Regions from separate parts of the Mus musculus genome. Here all the other regions are linked to region 5. A link is a contact called in public Hi-C, HiCAR-type, HiChIP or PLAC-seq and promoter capture Hi-C data. All regions are on one chromosome and are shown on one strand. The core of a region is the stretch at or near the end of the contact, and the rest is flanking DNA. Distances in the headings are between cores, read along the strand shown.

Region 1 (2,700 bases), core at 125-2,624, 1.5 Mb before region 5:
TTGACACAGCTGGAGTCATCACAGAGAAAGGATCTTCAGTTGAGAAAATGCCGCCATGAGATCCAACTGTAAGGCATTTTCTCAATTAGTGATCAAGGGGGAAAGGCCCCTTGTGGCTGGGACCATCCCAGGGCTGGTAGTCTTGGTTCTATAAGAGAGCAGGCTGAGCAAGCCAGGGGAAGCAAGCCAGTAATGAACATCCCTCCATGGCCTCTGCATCAGCTCCTGCTTCTTGACCTGTTTGAGTTCCAGTCCTGACTTCCTTGGTGATGAACAGCAGTATGGAAGTGTAAGCTGAATCCCTTTCCTGCCCAACTTGCTTCTTTTTCTGATTTTGTTTTTGTTTTTCGAGACAGGGTTTCTCTGTGTAGCCCTGGCTGCCCTGGAACTCACTCTGTAGACCAGGCTGGCCTCGAACTCAGAAATCTGCCTGCCTCTGCCTCCCAAGTGCTGCCCAAATTGCCTCTTGGTCATGATGTTTATACAGGAATAGAAACCCTGACTAAGACACTTCTTAAGCATGACAAACAGCTTCACCAATTGGAGACTAAATATTCAAACATCTGCATCTATGAGGAATGTTTGCATTCAAATCACCATACTAAGTACTACGGAGAAGGATCCGTCTTAGCCTCTGAGGTATGAGGTCTGCCAGATGGGGAGCTACTAGAATGGATCTATCAGCCCCACTTGTCAGAATATAAGAATATTTTTAAATGGTCTGAGAGTGTTTCTAATTCCTTCAAAAGGCAAAGAATAGCATGTAGACCATCCTTGTTGGACAATGAATCCTTCTAATTGGGGGCTCTAGGGATTTTTATGAGTTGCTCTCCTTGCTTGGTGTAAGACATAAGGGTGGGCTGCACAGGAAAGAGGGGCTGTAAAAACAGAGAGATGTCCCTGTTTGTTAGATGCTGTTCGGTTTATTTTGTTCTCCTAAGACCTAAGATCCCAGCCTGACTCCTGACTTTTAGTGAATAACCTAGATTTTAGTTCATTTCTAATGTTTACAAAGGGTACTTAGTTATGCCTTTTTGTTTTGAAACTTTAAAAAGACTCATTATGTTAAAAGTGGAATAAAATAAAGTTTTGTGGTAAAACAAAAGAGAGAGAAGGAGGGGTAGAGTCAGTACCAGAGAATACTAACTGCTTCGTGTGATGCTCCTGGCTTAAAATACTTATTTACAGTTTTAAAAGAAATTTCTTACCTGAATGAATGTTCTTGTACTTTGTGATTCAGCTATTGACTTCAAATAAAAGTGACGTCTTCAATAAAACAAAACAAGACTTCCAAGCCCCATATTGTACCGGGACACCTGTGTCTGTTCCAGCTGTCCTCATACCAACCACCTGAAGGTGCCAGCCTCAGTTAATCACCAATGTCCCTACTCCAGGTCATTTAGTCATCTCAGAAGTTGAACTTGAGTTTGAACTGGAACATAATTCCGAGGCCTCAAAATTTGTCACAGAATAGTCTCCCAGAGTATGGTCTCAGATGCTGCAAGTTGTAAACTAGGAAGTGATCTACTGTCTCTATTTCTTTGGGCTTCCAGGGGATTCTGACACACTAAAGTTTCTGAACCATTGCACATGGCGCTATGACTTCCCTAAGTCCTGTCAGAATCTGCTTAGCTCTTCTTTCTGAGAGCAAAAAGGTACTCAGAATAGCGATTGTTAAGTACTGACTTTCTGTTTCAAAATGAAACTACTAGCACAGAGAAGCCCATCTGGAGTTGTTGGTGGCCACAATGTTTCAGTGTTTTTAAGTCTGACAGCGAGGCGCCACCGTGTGGAAGAAAGATGACCCTACATTAAAAATAATTCCCGCAGTGATCAGTTGACTTCCCAGTTTTGTTTGTTGTTTGATCTTTATTTACCGCAATAGTTTATACACAGTGGGGAAATGATTTTGTAAAAATGAATAACTAAAGAAGACATTAAAAGTACACAAAACATACAATGTATTCTTAGAGTGTAATTGCGGTTTCATGTTTCCTCACATCTGTCTTCCTTCCCTCTGGGGCCAGTGACAACATGCAGACTAGCAGGACCAGGAGCTGGAGCAGCAATGTGCTGCACAACCGAACAGAAGTGAAATCTGCCTTCCTGGAGACCATCCCCTGTACAAAAATGTTTCCCTCTGCAAATGGCTTCCTTTGTCGGACTGCTGAAAAACAGGTCCATGTGCCAACAGAAGGAAGGAGCACGGGTTCAGAAAATGATTCTGACCCATCGACTTTCACACTGAGCTGTATCTAGTGTTTATTCAAACTATCATTTGTTCCATGTAATTTTCTATTTGTTTCATTTCCATCGTGCATAAAGAACTCAAATTCCAAACGCAATCTGAGGCTATGAATTACGTGGATGTTTAAAGACCTGTCTACACTTGCTTTTGTCTGCTTTGTTCTTTGTGCTTGTGTTTGACATCTTGGTGCCACTTACACAAGCCACAGTTAAGTGATGAAGAGCCAAAACCCTCAAACAATAAGTAAAACAGAAAACCTTTGATGTTGTCTTTTGTTTATTTACTTTATTTTTGTTTTGTTTCAAATCTAATTGAGACAAACCAACAAGAAGAAGAAATCACCTAGGTGCTGTCTGGTCACCCTCTCTGGTCAACATTCCAGAAATAGACATAGATATAAGTGTTATAGCTAAATGTTAAAATCATGTCCAGAAGAATGAGGAACTGAAATT
Region 2 (2,700 bases), core at 145-2,644, 1.4 Mb before region 5:
AAGCTTGTTGAATAAATATTTCAATAGGTCTCAGACTCAATTATTTGGGAGCTAGCCAGGTTAGAAAAAACTTTTAAGCTTCATCCAATATCTACTTTCCAACAGGGATACAGAATTTATTAATATTTTTCATAGCAACCTATTACTTACAAGTGTGGTGTACATTTATAAAAAAATAACAAAATTAATACATGAATACTTACTCATGAGAGTATTCAGAAAACTAAACATATTTGTAGATTGTAATAGCTCTTTCTATAAAAGTGATAAAAGTGATGACTATTTCTTGAATACAACCATGTCCTTTCAATTTATTACATACACAATAATGTTACATGCTGAACCTGAAATATCCTCTGAAGGATCAAATTTTGAACACTTGGGCCCAGATATTTTGGGAGAGTTCTGTACGTAGACTTTGTCAAGTAGAAATGAGCTGAAAGTGGTGAGTTCCTGGAGGAAAGTTCTCAGGGACATGTTATCCCTGCCCCTTTCATGCTTCACTCTGTTTCTTGGTCAGCTTAATATGAACAACTTTACCAACATATTCTTGCTTTTATGATCTGAGTTTCTCCTACCATGAAGACGGGAGTCAAAAGAATTCTGTCAGGCATTCTGTTACTGCATTGCAAAAGGTCAATAAATCCTACCTAGCTCTTGATGTTCTGGCCTAAACACTGTAGCTAGTTTATGACGTAAGATTGTAATGGTCTCAGTAGACAGTGGCTATGCTGACTTTTGTAGCAGTGAGGGGTATGTATGTTTCTAGTCACTACTGGTTAATGTGGAGGTCTGTTGGCAAACCAGGACCTAGAACTGGAAGAGGATCTGCTACTCCCAGCCTATGTGGGCTTATTAGGGCTGGATTGATGATTAAATGCATGATCAAATGCAAAGTGCATTTCTTAATGTTCTTATTTAGAAGGGCACTGTTCTAGAACATGTCACTGTATTTACATATATGTGCATTGCTTTTATGACTGTAAGGCAAGCCCTTTAGTGGACGTGTTCAGAAGATGAAACAACCAATATCAAGCTTCACAGGAAGCTGCTCTCACCCCCTTGGCCGAGGTTAAACTGGAACACTCATGAGAATGTGGTACTTCTGGGAGCTGTTAAGTGGACGAAGGCAGAAGGGAAAAGTATAGCTTCGTGTTAGAAAACTCAACCTGGTTTAAAGGCAGTATGAGACACCCAGAAGCTATAGCGAAACAGGTCGCACAGGGAGCTAAACTGTAATTTGTGATGAGAGAAAATGCTGGGAATGCGGAGTTTATGCTTGTGAGACAGGCTATGCGTTTTCAGAAGAGTTGTGGTTAAGAACATAAGCATTCGTGTTCATCTCCTAGGCTAGTTAAGGTCATAGTCACTTGCAGAGCAGAATTCCAGAGAGATTACAAGTGACACCAGCAACACGAGCTCTCCAGCTCTACTGGAATTGGATGATGACGGTTCTAAGGCAGTTAAGGAGAATTACAACATCATTTCGGAATCAGATTCCCAGAAGCCTTTTTTTAAAAGGTGCCACAAAACCAGAGTTCAGAAATAACCCCCAACATTCATAAAACAAAACAAAAAGACTGTCAAGGGCTATGGAATCCACCAGAAACTCCTAAAATGGTAAAAATGAAAGTTGAACGCAACTTCAAAGATTAACAGCACACTGACATAAAGTGGTGATGTGTGTAAAATGGTTAAGCAGTGTTGCCATGGGGTGCAAGGTATGTATAGCAAGGCAGCCCTGGCTGCATTCTAACAGGACACATGCGTGCAACTGCTTAGATTGGAAGCTAAGTGAGGGAGGAACCTGAGTTGATCTTAAGGGCTGCTACTCTTTTCTTAACATTGGAAATGACATTGCTAATAAGCTTTAAGATAGGAATGAAAGAAACTGGTGTTGCTTACTCTAAATGGCTGCCAAGTCTGAGACACCCAAGAAGTATGTAAACCAAATAGCTTACAGCTGACTGCCTTGTCTCTTTACCACTATGTTAAGAACTGCTTGGGAGAATTTCCATCTCACCCATAAAGATTATAAACTGTACTACTTAAAATTTTTGGCTAAAGACAATGTACCAAGGGTATGAGGAACATATGAGCTACCAGTTAGTAGGAATTAATAAGTTTTGCTTCCTAGCTTTTAAATAATTATCAAGGCAGTTAAATTTATGAAAATTAAGCATTACCAACTTTGCTTGGCTTTAGTTCACATGCATCCACATGATTTCTGCTTGATTTTTGTGTTGCTGAGGACCAAACCCAAGCTCTCACTATGGGCAAGCAATTCAATGAAGATATATCCCCAGCTGCATATTTTTAAAAGCCCATGTATATCTGTAAACCTAAATCTTAAAAGACAATAGCTATTTTAGACGTAGCTTTAAAAAGGACTGCAATTTTCCAACTTTTTTCTCTCAGTATCCCTGGACATTAACTCCGTGTTGAGTCTGATTTTGACCCAAAGAATGTGGTAAAGCTTCTGACCTATGTTGTCACTCTTACTAGGATGTTGCTGTCTCTTTGTGAGCATCAGTTATCAAAAGGGCTATCTATACAAGGCATTCCTAAATCAAATATGTGAGGACATGGCTATATGGACTATTCGATCCCAGCCCATTGACACACATCCCCCCAGTGAAATGAGTAAATAAATGGTGTTATCTTAGGCCCCAACGTGTTAAAATGATCAGTTACACAACA
Region 3 (2,700 bases), core at 36-2,535, 1.4 Mb before region 5:
ATATAGCAGCTACCTTCTAAGCCTTGGCTAACGTTTAAAACAGATATAAATGCTAAAAAACATAACAAAAACTTAATTGGAAAGCGATGATTTGCGTTGTATTTGGTAATAAGACTAAATAAAATATTTCACACATAACAAGTCCATTTATAGATCCCCTCCCCCAAAAAGAAAAACCACCTACTGAAATACAGTACCAACATTTGACTAGGAACACAGATTGGTTCATTTTTAGGCTGCTTCTAAACTGCTTGCTAGCTTTGCAAACCCTCAGATAAGTAAGTCTCACCAATTCTTTACAGAAAATGGTTAGCAAAATGTATAAATTTTAACGCTCATAATAGACTTGTCAACATCCGCACCCAACTGAATGTCTTGCAGGGACTCTATCAATAAGTGAGTCCACGAGTGTTCCGTGGCATCAGTCCTATGTACCAGTTCATGGAATGATCACATTTTAAAGACTCATGACGGAAGGGACAGGATTACGAAACCATAAACAGTCACCATAGCACATCCACCACTCTGTAGAGAAAGTACTGACAGCACGTTCGAAAGCTGTCATTTGTACCAAGTTTTGGTACTCCCATAAGCCCCCACCCCAAATCCATCTGCGGGGCGAGCGAGGCTGAGTCATTCCAAGGAGTAACTTTACACCGATGCTTGCACTCCGGGGTCGGGACAAAGGCATCACCTCTAGGTTCCTCCCGTCAGGGCACTCCGGCCCTGGCCCAAACCCTCTCCGGTTTCCCGAGCCCGACACTCCAGTGCACCGAGCCCTGGAGACGGAGGCCGCGATTCAGGCCTCGGGTGAGCACCGGCGTCCTGCCGCTCCCGCGATCCTGTCAGCGGCCAGCGGGCCTCAGGGTCCCCGTAGGACTGCCGCGGCGACCCTCCGAGCCGGCGCCGCCAGACGCTCCGGCGAACCCGTCAGGTGCTGAGCGGCCGGGCCAAGCCCGCCGCCAGATGGGAGCAGGGGCGGCACTTACCCGGCAGCGCCTCCTCCGCCCGCGGCAGCAACACAGCCGGCGGCCCTCCGCACCATCTTCTGCCGCCGCCCTGGCCTCGGCGGCGGCTATCAACCGCCCCTGCGGCGCCGCCAACCGACACAACCGTCGGCGCCCAGCCGCCGAGTACCCGGCGAGGCCCGGAAGGATGGGAGTCGGGCGCAGCCGCTGCTCCGGCCCCTCGGCTCCGCGCGGGGACCCGAGTCCGCCGGCCGAGGCACTGAGAGCTTGGCAGGGCTGGGTCGCGGCCGCCGTGGGGTTTGTTATTGTCGACTCGGCCTTTCCGCCGCAGAGCACGCCGGGAAACAGCCAGCCGGGGGAGGGGTGACTCAGGTGTCTGCGCAGATCCGGAAGTCGCTGGGCTGGCCGGACGGGCGCGGCTCGGTCGGCGAGCGTAGTCCCTGGCTGGCAACTTGTCTGTCCTTCCCTGACCCTGGAAGGTATTTCGGTGCTTGCCTTGGACGGCCCCAAGGTGAGCGTGACCTTCTGGCCGCGGCAGACCGACCTCGCCAAACCTGGGGCAGCCCCAACAGGGGAACCGGAGGCTGACGAGTGAGCACCAGCACAGATCTGGGGCCCTCATCTGCTGCCCCGAAATCAGCCGACTGTCACCTGGGCCACTCGTACCGGGACTGCCAGAATGGCAGGCTACTCGGAAAGTATGCCTGGCATCTTTGCAAGGGTGGGGCGGCCCAGAGTCAGACCAGGTAAGTAAAGAGCACGTCCAGAAGAGGAACCGAAGCAAAGTGGACTGTACTGTAAGCGGCACGACCGAACAATACTGAGGTCGATAATAGGTCAACAGCATCAAGATTAGAGAAGAGAATGTCAGCTTATGAGAACATTACATTTGTATTCGGGCTTAGGCAAGGACTTGAAACTACAAAACTTGAGTTTGATGAGAAGATGTTTGTTACAAGCAGGCTCATCAATTATGTGACGTAAACACGTATTAAATTACTATTCCCAGGAATATCTGATAGAGGTAAAAGTTTAGGAATGGTCTCTCTAAGCCAACAGTTAGCGGTTCCCGACAAAATGAGACATAAGGGGTATTAAACTGATTGAGATCTGCAGTTCTTTATTGTGATAGACACTGGAAAAACAGTAGTTGTGTTTTAAGAGTTGTTTAGAAAGGAGCTTGTTGCTTATCTCACTTTGTTTTTAACTTTGCACTTCTGCCATATCCCAGAAAAATCTTGTATGCACACTGTTATACATATTGAGTATTTTTTAAACTGGAATTTTAGTACATTACACCAGCAAATAAAGCAAAAATGGAAAAAGAACAAGCACTCAATTTTTGTGCACCAGGGGAAGTAGTGAATTGGCAAGACTAAAGAGAAGAAAAATTGTTAGTATATTAACAAATGTAAGCTATATTGCAGTCTAGCTAGAACAATGAAGATCAAAGCTGGCCGGGTGGTGCACATACCTTTAATCCCTTCTCTCAGAAGCTGAGGCCTGCTCTACAGAATGAGCTTCAGGGAGCCAAGGCTACACAGAAAAAGGAAAATCAGGGCCGGTGAGATGGCCCAGAGGGTAAGGAGATCTACTGACTACCAAAACTGACAACCTGAGTTTCATCCTAGGACTGACGTCGTGGGAGGAGAGAACCACTCCTTGAAGTTCACACACACTAAAAAGAGCACCAAAGAGCTGTGTTTCCTCACAGTTAATAAGTACCATTGAA
Region 4 (2,700 bases), core at 116-2,615, 1.4 Mb before region 5:
ATTGTACATTCATCAACAAGCTTAGCCGGGCATGGTGGCTAATCCCAGCATTTGGGAAGCAGAGGCAGGCAGATCTCTGAGTTTGAGGCCAGTCTCGACAAGTTAGATAGAGTAAAGAGCCTGTACTAATTTTCAAAGGTAGCCTATATTTATCAGAACAGCTGATTATCTGTGTTCAGACTTAGACACTTGTTGAGACTATAAACAAAACTTTGTTTTTACTTAGAGATAATTTTTATAAAATTCATACTTTCTCAGATAGTAAACACTGTTTTCCATAATTAATTTTGAAAGAAATGTATATGAGGTTATATAGCTCTCTCAGAATATTACATAGATTATACTTGGTTTTAGATCCTTGTTTACTCTAGAATAGTCCAATTTCTACTTATATACCAGTGTTCATACATATGTATCCTTCTTAGAGGCATCAATAGCTATACATCTGAATAAAGATGTGTTAAAATTTCCAATTGTACAAACTCATCTTTTTGTTATTAACAAAAGTTGGGAAAATTGATTGTCATTTTTAATTTTTGTTTTGGTGTGGTTGTGTGGTCTATGCATGTGTTTGTATAGATGTGTACATATGTGTGAAAACCAGGTCAACATCAGGAGTCTTCGTTGAGACTGCTTGCTACCTTTTTTGAGTTTTATCACTGACCCTGAGCTCATTAATTCTTCTAGAATAGCTGGAGAATGAGCTCTGAAGATCTGCTTGCCTCTGGCCCCTACCCCACCAATATCAGGTTGAAGATATTAGATGCGTGTCATACTTTATACCTTATACTGGGCTTCCTATATTGATTTGTTTTAACTGCCTCTCCTGTACATAGAAGACAGCTGGGTTTATTTCCCTCCAGAGGTCACTTTCCACTCTGGATTAATTTCTGTCATTTATGAATTTTAATTACCACATTCTCTTAACATGTTTCTACACTCCTTTTAAAATTACTTTTATATGGGCTAAGAACAATTAGTAAAGTTAAAAATACCTCCTTTCTTTAGAATTTTATAATTTAATGGAATAGCAGTACAGACTTTTTTTTTTTAAATTTTGAGCCAGCCTCAGCTAAATTGCTTTGAGTTCATTGTTACCCAAAGAGAGCTTTAACTTGTGATCCTCCTGTTAGGATTATAGACTAATGACACCAGTGTCAAGCACTGCTGAATATAAAAGCCTCTGGTGAACTGAATGGAAAATAAGCCTACTTACTGGACAGACATCATGCTTGTCTCCATTGCGGAATCCAGTCTTCCTTCATCTGCCGTCTCCATGACTGATCTCTCTGGCTCCCCTGGGAGCTCAGGTGCACACGCACCATAGAGCTCTGGGGCTGCAGCCACAGGTGCTGAGGAAAGAAAACTGCTAGTGCGGAGTTTACTCACTTCCTCTTCAAGCTGCTTCTTCTCTTCAAGCAAACGAGCTCGGTCCTCAGAGAGCGACTCTATCAAATCTAAGACCCCAAAGGCAAAGACACATTACATACTGAAAACACTTCCAAGTATTTTTAAAATCATATTAAGACAACACTAACCTTTATCCCGCTCTTGCTGCTGCATTGTACTTTTTAGCTTATCACTAAGATCATTTATTATGTTTTCTTTCCTCATTTTCTCTCTTGTTAAGACTGTGTTAAAGTTGGTCTGAAACAACAGTAGTAATAGTCAATCAGCTGCATACACTTAGGAGACAATGCTATGGAAATAAGACTGTAATGTATTCTTTTCTGAGGTACATTTATGGAGTCACATGACTAAGCAAATGGTATGTATTCCAGTAAAGGTTATTATTTTCTTTGTTTGAACTCAGTACTTGAAAACAAAATTTTCTCCTTGTTTATATTGTCAGAAAGGCAAATGCCTGACATTTTCGAGAAGGAAGTTAAATGATCAACAGTGCTGTTAATAGAGTGCTGTTGGATACATGACGTTTTCTTTGGGAAACTTTCTTTCCTCTGAAATCTTTGATCTTTGGCTAGCTCTTGATTACCATACTAGCGTGTGGTTATCTTCCTCTTATTTGAACATGTGCAATGCCCTCGGGGCCTCCATAGCGATGACACTTATTACTCCCCAGGTTTCACCCACTGCATGAAGTTCACATATTCAATTGCCTAGAGGGATCTGACAGACAACTGGTAATTTTAACTGCATTTTAATTAACAAAGGAGATTAAATTTGTTAAACATTTCATTTATACTCATTAAACATATCCATTCATTAAAATATAACAAATACTTACGTGAGAGAATGATCTAACATGATTCTTTAATTTGCTTAGCATTTACCCAAAACCTTTTAGAAATCCATAAATGGCAACAGACAGATTTAACAGGAAAATCATTTGACAGTTTCAGACAAAAATCTAACAACAAAGAACAAAGTAAAAGTTTCAGGCTACCAAGAATACTTGAAGGGACTTAGAATTTGAAAAAAAAAAAAACCTTTTTTTTTTTTTTTTTTTTTGCAGAAAAAAGAGGGAATGTTACCAATGCAGCTTACTACTAGGTAATTTCTGTTTACAAATAGAAAATTAGCACATGTAAAAGTACATTAACCATTGATTATCTTCATGAACTATGCTATTTCTGTAATATGAATGGATTAAGATAATCACAATATTTTTTTGTATTTTTTTTTTTTTTTTTGAGACAGGGTTTCTCTGTGTAGTTCGAGCTGTCCTGGAACTCACTCTGT
Region 5 (2,700 bases), core at 93-2,592:
CCTCTGTGGCAATCTGGGAACCTTCAGCCAGAGAGAGGTTTCCCAATTTAAAAAAAAAAAAAATGTTTAACCTATCATATAACCAGAACTCATCACCTGCATCAAGTAATGAAATAGCTCAATCAGTAAGAAAGAAAAACAACACAGGCTAATATCTGGAACAGAAAACAAACAGGAAATATTTGAAAGGACCAAAATCGTACATACGGATTAACGGGGCATGAAATTAAATGCGGGTCAACACACCTGTTTAAGAAAGAGGAACCGGGGGCGTCTGAAAGTCTTACATTATTTGGTATTAACACTAAATCCTAAGCTGGCAGCGAGTGGAAAGTCAGCGAGCTCCTAGCTCAAGCAAAACTACACAGTATTTAAGCGACAGCACTTTAGCTCTGACTCAGTTTCTTGACTCATAAAAAGAATTCTGCAGAGGCGCGTAACTCTAAAGCACTCACTGCACAAACGTTTAGCATCTCTGCACGGCTTTTACTTCACAAATGGCAAAAGTCTCTGGTGTTTTGATAATGCAAACCTGCTGCGTCTGGAAGAAGAGATTCAAGTGAAGCTGGCTGGAGAGGTCAAGTGTGGAAGCAAAGGGATGGAAAGTGGTACACACCGAGGGACACATCCACACAGACCAATCAAGGAACAGAGGATGTCATCCGTCCCGCTGCAGCCTCAGCACCATACCCGCGGAGCAGCAGCAGCCGGCTGCCCGGCACATCGCACGCAGGCCGACTTGCCAAGGGGCGGCGTATTTTCTGTTTGTGATTACCAAGTGGGTGTAAGGCAGAGCTGGGATAAACACACTTTACGGCCCGTCTGCAACTGACCGCGGCACCCAGCGAAGCCGCTCTGGGGTAACCGGCGGCGGCCACCGTACATTCTCTCAGCCCAGCGTCGAGGGCTTCAGTCCTGGGCTCACTGCGGCCGTGGGCAGCACGGACCTGAAAGCCCGGAGGGCGCGCGGCGCGGCCCGGCCCGGCCCGGCCCTGACTGACTCCGCGTGGGCCGGTGTCGCGGACTCGGCCGCGGCCTGCCCCGGGCCCGCCCGCTTACCGCATTCTTTTTCTGCACCATTTTGTCCATCTTCTTGGCAATGCGAACCACCTCGTCCTCCATGGCTCCGGAAGGCCTCCCCTCGCCCGGCCACAGCGGACGGGAAGCGAGAGAAGCTGCGCGGACGTTGGACAAGCCGCGAAGCCGCTGGCCTAGGCCTTCCTCACAGACCCGGCCCGCGGCGGCAGGGATAAGCGCTCCGCCCCCTAGGCCGTGCCAGTCAAGCACCGCGCGCGCCACACAGGCACTACGAATCGATCGCAGGAGACTGGAAAGTAGAAGTGGCTCGCTCAGGCGTGCGCTGTTCTTTTAATCTATTCCCGCCCCCAGCAGTCTGGAACTTCCGGCCCTATCCGGACTCGCGTTGCTGGCGAGCTGGAGTTGGACGGAGTCCGGCTTTCACGCCAGAGGGATCAGGCAGTAGGCGGTAGGTTGCTACGAGTTCCATCGAAACCCCTCCGGCAGAGCGTTCTCTGGGACGCAGGACAGGCATTGCCGAGGGCTTAAAGCGCATGAGCACTGAGGCTCACTCTTGGACTCAGATATTCAAACCATCTAGCCTGCTGATGAAAACCGACTAAAAAGACGACGGCCTTGAGAATTGTGACTTAAAAAAAGCCACGGTAAAAAAATGACATGTATAGTGTCTGGGATTGTTTTTACTTTGTTCCATGTGTTGAAAGTTAATAAATCAGGAGCCAATGAACATTACAGACTTTTAAGACTCAAAATATCTTCTTTCCAATGAAAAAAGTTAACTAAAACACATGTCGTGTCAAATTAAACATTTGTCACCAAGCATGATAGAAGGCCGTGGCATATAACTAATGTGCATTTTCACACTTTAAACTTAAGATCAAATAAAGTATAGCTCCCCAGGGTAACAGTGAATTCCACTTTGACTAATCAGTTTCTATTGAAAGTAAATGGTTCAGTACCATTTTTCACCCATAACTCATGCTTTTCATTTATTTTCTTTGTCCTTTTCCTTCAATTTCCTTGTGAGGTAATAAAGAGGAGACAATCACCAGGCAGTGGTGCCCCACGCCTTTGATCTCAGCACTTGGGAGGCAGAGGCAGGCGGATTTCTGAGTTCGAGGCCAGTCTGGTCTACAAAGTGAGTTCCAGGACAGCCAGAGCTACACAGAGAAACCCTGTCTCGAAAAACCGGAAAAAAAAAAAAAAAAAAAAAAAAAAGAGGGGACAACATTTTCTCATTTGCAGATGAGAAAGTGGGTCTGTGTCCAGTTAAACCATTTACTACCAATTCACACTATGCATAACAGCATTTCAAAGTTAATTACCATTAACCAAAATTTACCACTTAAGATTCTCTCTATACTAAGATAAAGCCCTTTATGGTTCAAGATATCTATCTGGTCTCCACTGCCTTGAGACAGGGTCTCTCCCTGAATTAGAAGTTTGAAGTCAGCTAGGCTGACTGGCCAGCAAATTCCCCAATCGGCCTCTCTTAGACTCCCAAGCATTGTGGTTGCAGGAATGCACATCTATGCCCAGCTTTTTTCTGCAGGTGCTGGGAATTCCATCTCAGAACCCCAGGCACTCATGCTTGGAAAACAAGTACTCCTGTCCACTTAGCCATCTCCCCAGCCTCAAGTTAAGTTTTAAGTGTTGTAAGAG
Region 6 (2,700 bases), core at 171-2,670, 1.1 Mb before region 5:
CTAGCTTCTAGATTAGTGTTTTTGTGCGATTTCTGGGTGTGCAAATGAGAGAGTCTCTAAATCCTTCTCTTGGATTTGTTTCCTTCTATTGATTCATCCTGTCCAACTTTAATGTGACAGTTTTTGCTTTATATTTTGTTTTGTTATATTTTCTAAAATGAATATGAATGCACTAATGAAAACCCAGTCACTAGAGGAAGGGTTAACAACTAAATTGTCAATTATACCTGCTGTAAAAGGGGGAATTAGTTTTCTCCAATACAGTGATATTGGATTTATCAACTCTTCCAGGGCAGGACTCATGTTCAAGAATAGTTGATCAACATTTAATGATCTCCACAGTTTTGCTTTTGTATGTTTATGGTTTTATTTGATTACAGTTTAGTGGGTTTTTTTCTCTCTCTGTTTAGGTGTTTCTTTATTTTATTTTCTTGGATTTGGGAGTTTTTGTTGTGTTTGGTTTTGTTCTTGTTTGTTTTGAGAAAGAGCTTAAAGTTGGGTGGGTAGAGAGAGGATCTAGACGACTTGGGGTAGGGGAAGACTACGATCAAAATAAATTTAATTTTAACATTGATTTAAATAATGATACATATAATAAAGAAATAAAACATGTTATGGGAACCTCATCTCCAACTGTTCTTCAAAAACAGGATATTATTTTTTTTAACTTTGTCATTCTTAGTTTTAGTTTCTGACAGGTGAGCTTTTTATAATTCCAGATGAACTGAATTAAAACAGCAGGAAGGCAGCAAAGAAGTCTTTTGAGGAAGGGGGCGCTGTTTTCTGTTAGATCAGAGGATTTTTCTAGGAGTGGAGTGGGAAAGGGTGACAGGTTGACTGAGCCGCGCTTCCTGTACTTCAGGTTCTTGGGAGAACTCCTGGAGAGTCCAGCAGTAGTCTCTGGGCAGACAACAGGAGACAGACTAGGCTGGCAGGCATCTCATTGCTGCTGCAGCGTCCTCCAGCAGACAGTGGGTTCCTCCCTGACCTCCCCAGGAAACTCAGATCTTTGCTGGGACTCGCCAGGTAAGATAAAGATTGCTGTTGCAAGTCCTATTATCTAGCGTGCTCGGAAACACACCTCTGCTGAATTCGCCGGTGTGACCTCAGTGTGAATTCCTTAAGCTCTAAAACAGGGGATTGGGTGCATTTACGGTTTCCTAGGAGTCAAGTGGCTTCTGCATAGCACTTTGATGTATTCAGTGGACTGGAATCTGATTTCCACAGGTGGAGAGAAGAGCTTGGGACACTGTAGCTACTTTCTATGGACCTCATTTCTCCTTAAAGCTATACCTCCAGAAATGTAAGCTGTGTTTTCAATTCTGTCTCCAGCCTTGGAGTCCCGGCGTCAGCGAGCTTAGTAGCAGCGGGGAACGCCCCCTCCGGTGCGCATCCAGAGAAAAGCTGTGACACTCAGGCAGTGCCTGGGTGCAGATCCCTGTAAACGTGGGCGCATAAACCTCGAGTTTCGCGGGGCTGCTGAGTGGAATCCTGGTGGTCGCCTGCTCTCCAGCCCTCTCCAAGATGCATAACTTAACGCTTTTCGAGTCTGGAGGGGACAACGTGTCTTGCGGCGGCTCATCTTTGGGCTGTCCCAACGGGTCCAGCCTGGCTCCTCTGCCGCTGCCGCAGCCACTGGCGGTAGCAGTGCCTGTCGTCTACGGGGTAATTTGCGCCGTGGGACTGGCTGGCAACTCTGCGGTGCTGTACGTACTGCTGCGCACGCCGCGCATGAAGACTGTCACCAACGTGTTCATCCTCAACCTGGCTATCGCCGATGAGCTCTTCACCCTCGTGCTGCCCATCAACATCGCGGACTTCCTGCTGAGGCGCTGGCCCTTCGGGGAGGTCATGTGCAAGCTCATTGTAGCCGTCGACCAGTACAACACTTTCTCTAGCCTCTACTTCCTCGCCGTCATGAGCGCCGACCGATACCTGGTGGTTCTGGCCACAGCAGAGTCGCGCCGGGTGTCCGGGCGCACTTACGGTGCAGCGCGTGCTGTCAGTCTGGCGGTGTGGGCGCTGGTGACGCTGGTCGTGCTGCCCTTTGCGGTATTCGCTCGGCTGGACGAGGAGCAGGGTCGGCGCCAGTGCGTGCTGGTCTTCCCGCAGCCCGAGGCCTTCTGGTGGCGTGCCAGCCGTCTCTACACACTAGTATTGGGCTTTGCCATCCCGGTGACCACCATCTGTGCTCTCTATACCACTCTGCTCTGCCGACTGCGTGCTATCCAGCTAGATAGCCACGCCAAGGCCCTGGATCGTGCCAAGAAGCGCGTGACCTTGTTGGTGGCGGCGATTCTGGCTGTGTGCCTCCTCTGCTGGACGCCTTATCACCTGAGTACCATAGTGGCCCTCACCACCGACCTCCCGCAAACGCCGCTGGTCATCGGCATCTCTTACTTCATCACCAGCCTGAGCTATGCTAACAGCTGCCTCAACCCTTTCCTCTATGCCTTCCTGGACGACAGCTTCCGCAGAAGCCTCCGGCAATTGGTGTCATGCCGTTCAGCCTGATGCCCTTTCCACCTCTTTCCACCGCAGGCAGCACTGCCAGCTGGGTTCAGGAGAATTCCGGGACTGTGGTTCCCAAGTGCAGCCCGAAATCCTGAGGCCCATTCCAGGCATTCAGTACCACAGGCCCTACCCAGGACTGATACCACAGGCCCTAACCAGGACTGATCCGGGATTTGCCCGGCCTTG

What was found. Promoter capture Hi-C pulls out the DNA fragments that hold promoters and counts their contacts. A called contact is a pair of places that touch in the nucleus more often than the background predicts. HiCAR-type assays count read pairs that join an accessible place to other places. HiChIP or PLAC-seq counts read pairs in DNA pulled down with a chosen protein or histone mark.
Region 1: a Hi-C map of B cells shows a contact between it and region 5, with 6 read pairs. The contact joins the enhancer-like site here to the promoter of Tcea1 in region 5. A contact is called at or near these places in 1 of 39 promoter capture datasets (pre-B cells), 1 of 484 Hi-C or Micro-C datasets (B cells) and 1 of 115 datasets of contacts at active chromatin or transcription factors (astrocytes).
Region 2: an H3K27ac HiChIP or PLAC-seq map of the NIH/3T3 cell line shows a contact between it and region 5, with 12 times the contacts expected there. The contact joins the enhancer-like site here to the promoter of Tcea1 in region 5. A contact is called at or near these places in 4 of 39 promoter capture datasets (the 3T3-L1 cell line, cranial neural crest and pre-B cells) and 2 of 115 datasets of contacts at active chromatin or transcription factors (the NIH/3T3 cell line and astrocytes).
Region 3: a contact with region 5 is called in a HiCAR-type map of astrocytes, with 9 times the contacts expected there. The contact joins the promoter of Rb1cc1 here to the promoter of Tcea1 in region 5. A contact is called at or near these places in 14 of 39 promoter capture datasets (the 3T3-L1 cell line, 3T3-L1-derived adipocytes, the C10 cell line and 11 more), 8 of 484 Hi-C or Micro-C datasets (CD4 T cells, cardiomyocytes, cerebral cortex and 5 more), 18 of 115 datasets of contacts at active chromatin or transcription factors (the 230-238 cell line, astrocytes, bone marrow-derived dendritic cells and 12 more) and 3 of 9 other capture datasets (adipose tissue, embryonic stem cells and liver).
Region 4: a promoter capture Hi-C map of pre-B cells shows a contact between it and region 5. The contact joins the enhancer-like site here to the promoter of Tcea1 in region 5. A contact is called at or near these places in 6 of 39 promoter capture datasets (the 3T3-L1 cell line, cranial neural crest, hippocampal neurons and 2 more), 3 of 115 datasets of contacts at active chromatin or transcription factors (the NIH/3T3 cell line, bone marrow-derived dendritic cells and large pre-B cells) and 1 of 9 other capture datasets (pancreatic islet).
Region 6: a promoter capture Hi-C map of hippocampal neurons shows a contact between it and region 5, with 28 times the contacts expected there. The contact joins the promoter of Npbwr1 here to the promoter of Tcea1 in region 5. A contact is called at or near these places in 6 of 39 promoter capture datasets (the 3T3-L1 cell line, cranial neural crest, embryonic stem cells and 2 more), 1 of 484 Hi-C or Micro-C datasets (cortical neurons) and 7 of 115 datasets of contacts at active chromatin or transcription factors (astrocytes, embryonic stem cells, forebrain and 1 more).

The regions. Positions count from the first base shown.
Region 1 is chr1:6,405,600-6,408,299 of GRCm38.p6, reverse strand. No RefSeq gene overlaps it. Among named protein-coding and RNA genes, the nearest start is that of Alkal1, 48 kb to the right of the region's middle. Within about 2 kb of position 1,374, at least 58 of the 459 cell types and tissues checked have an H3K27ac peak or open chromatin away from gene starts, as enhancers often do. A contact at or near this core is called in B cells and pre-B cells, where this site is marked.
Region 2 is chr1:6,279,060-6,281,759 of GRCm38.p6, reverse strand. No RefSeq gene overlaps it. Among named protein-coding and RNA genes, the nearest start is that of 4732440D04Rik, 64 kb to the right of the region's middle. Within about 2 kb of position 1,394, at least 51 of the 459 cell types and tissues checked have an H3K27ac peak or open chromatin away from gene starts, as enhancers often do. A contact at or near this core is called in the NIH/3T3 cell line, where this site is marked.
Region 3 is chr1:6,213,247-6,215,946 of GRCm38.p6, reverse strand. It overlaps Rb1cc1 (RB1-inducible coiled-coil 1), which reads right to left and starts at 1,285. Exons shown (of 24, transcript NM_009826.4): 1 at 990-1,285. 4732440D04Rik (a long non-coding RNA gene) reads left to right here. Exons shown (of 2, transcript XR_001778783.2): 2 at 547-2,700.
Region 4 is chr1:6,261,781-6,264,480 of GRCm38.p6, reverse strand. Rb1cc1 (RB1-inducible coiled-coil 1) reads right to left here. Exons shown (of 24, transcript NM_009826.4): 17 at 1,539-1,647; 18 at 1,217-1,457. Among named protein-coding and RNA genes, the nearest start is that of 4732440D04Rik, 47 kb to the right of the region's middle. Within about 2 kb of position 1,365, at least 12 of the 459 cell types and tissues checked have an H3K27ac peak or open chromatin away from gene starts, as enhancers often do. A contact at or near this core is called in pre-B cells, where this site is marked.
Region 5 is chr1:4,856,336-4,859,035 of GRCm38.p6, reverse strand. Tcea1 (transcription elongation factor A (SII) 1) reads right to left here and starts at 1,342. Exons shown (of 10, transcript NM_011541.4): 1 at 1,060-1,342. The coding sequence starts at 1,122.
Region 6 is chr1:5,916,118-5,918,817 of GRCm38.p6, reverse strand. It overlaps Npbwr1 (neuropeptides B/W receptor 1), which reads left to right and starts at 1,420. Exons shown (of 1, transcript NM_010342.1): 1 at 1,420-2,700. The coding sequence starts at 1,525. The coding sequence ends at 2,514.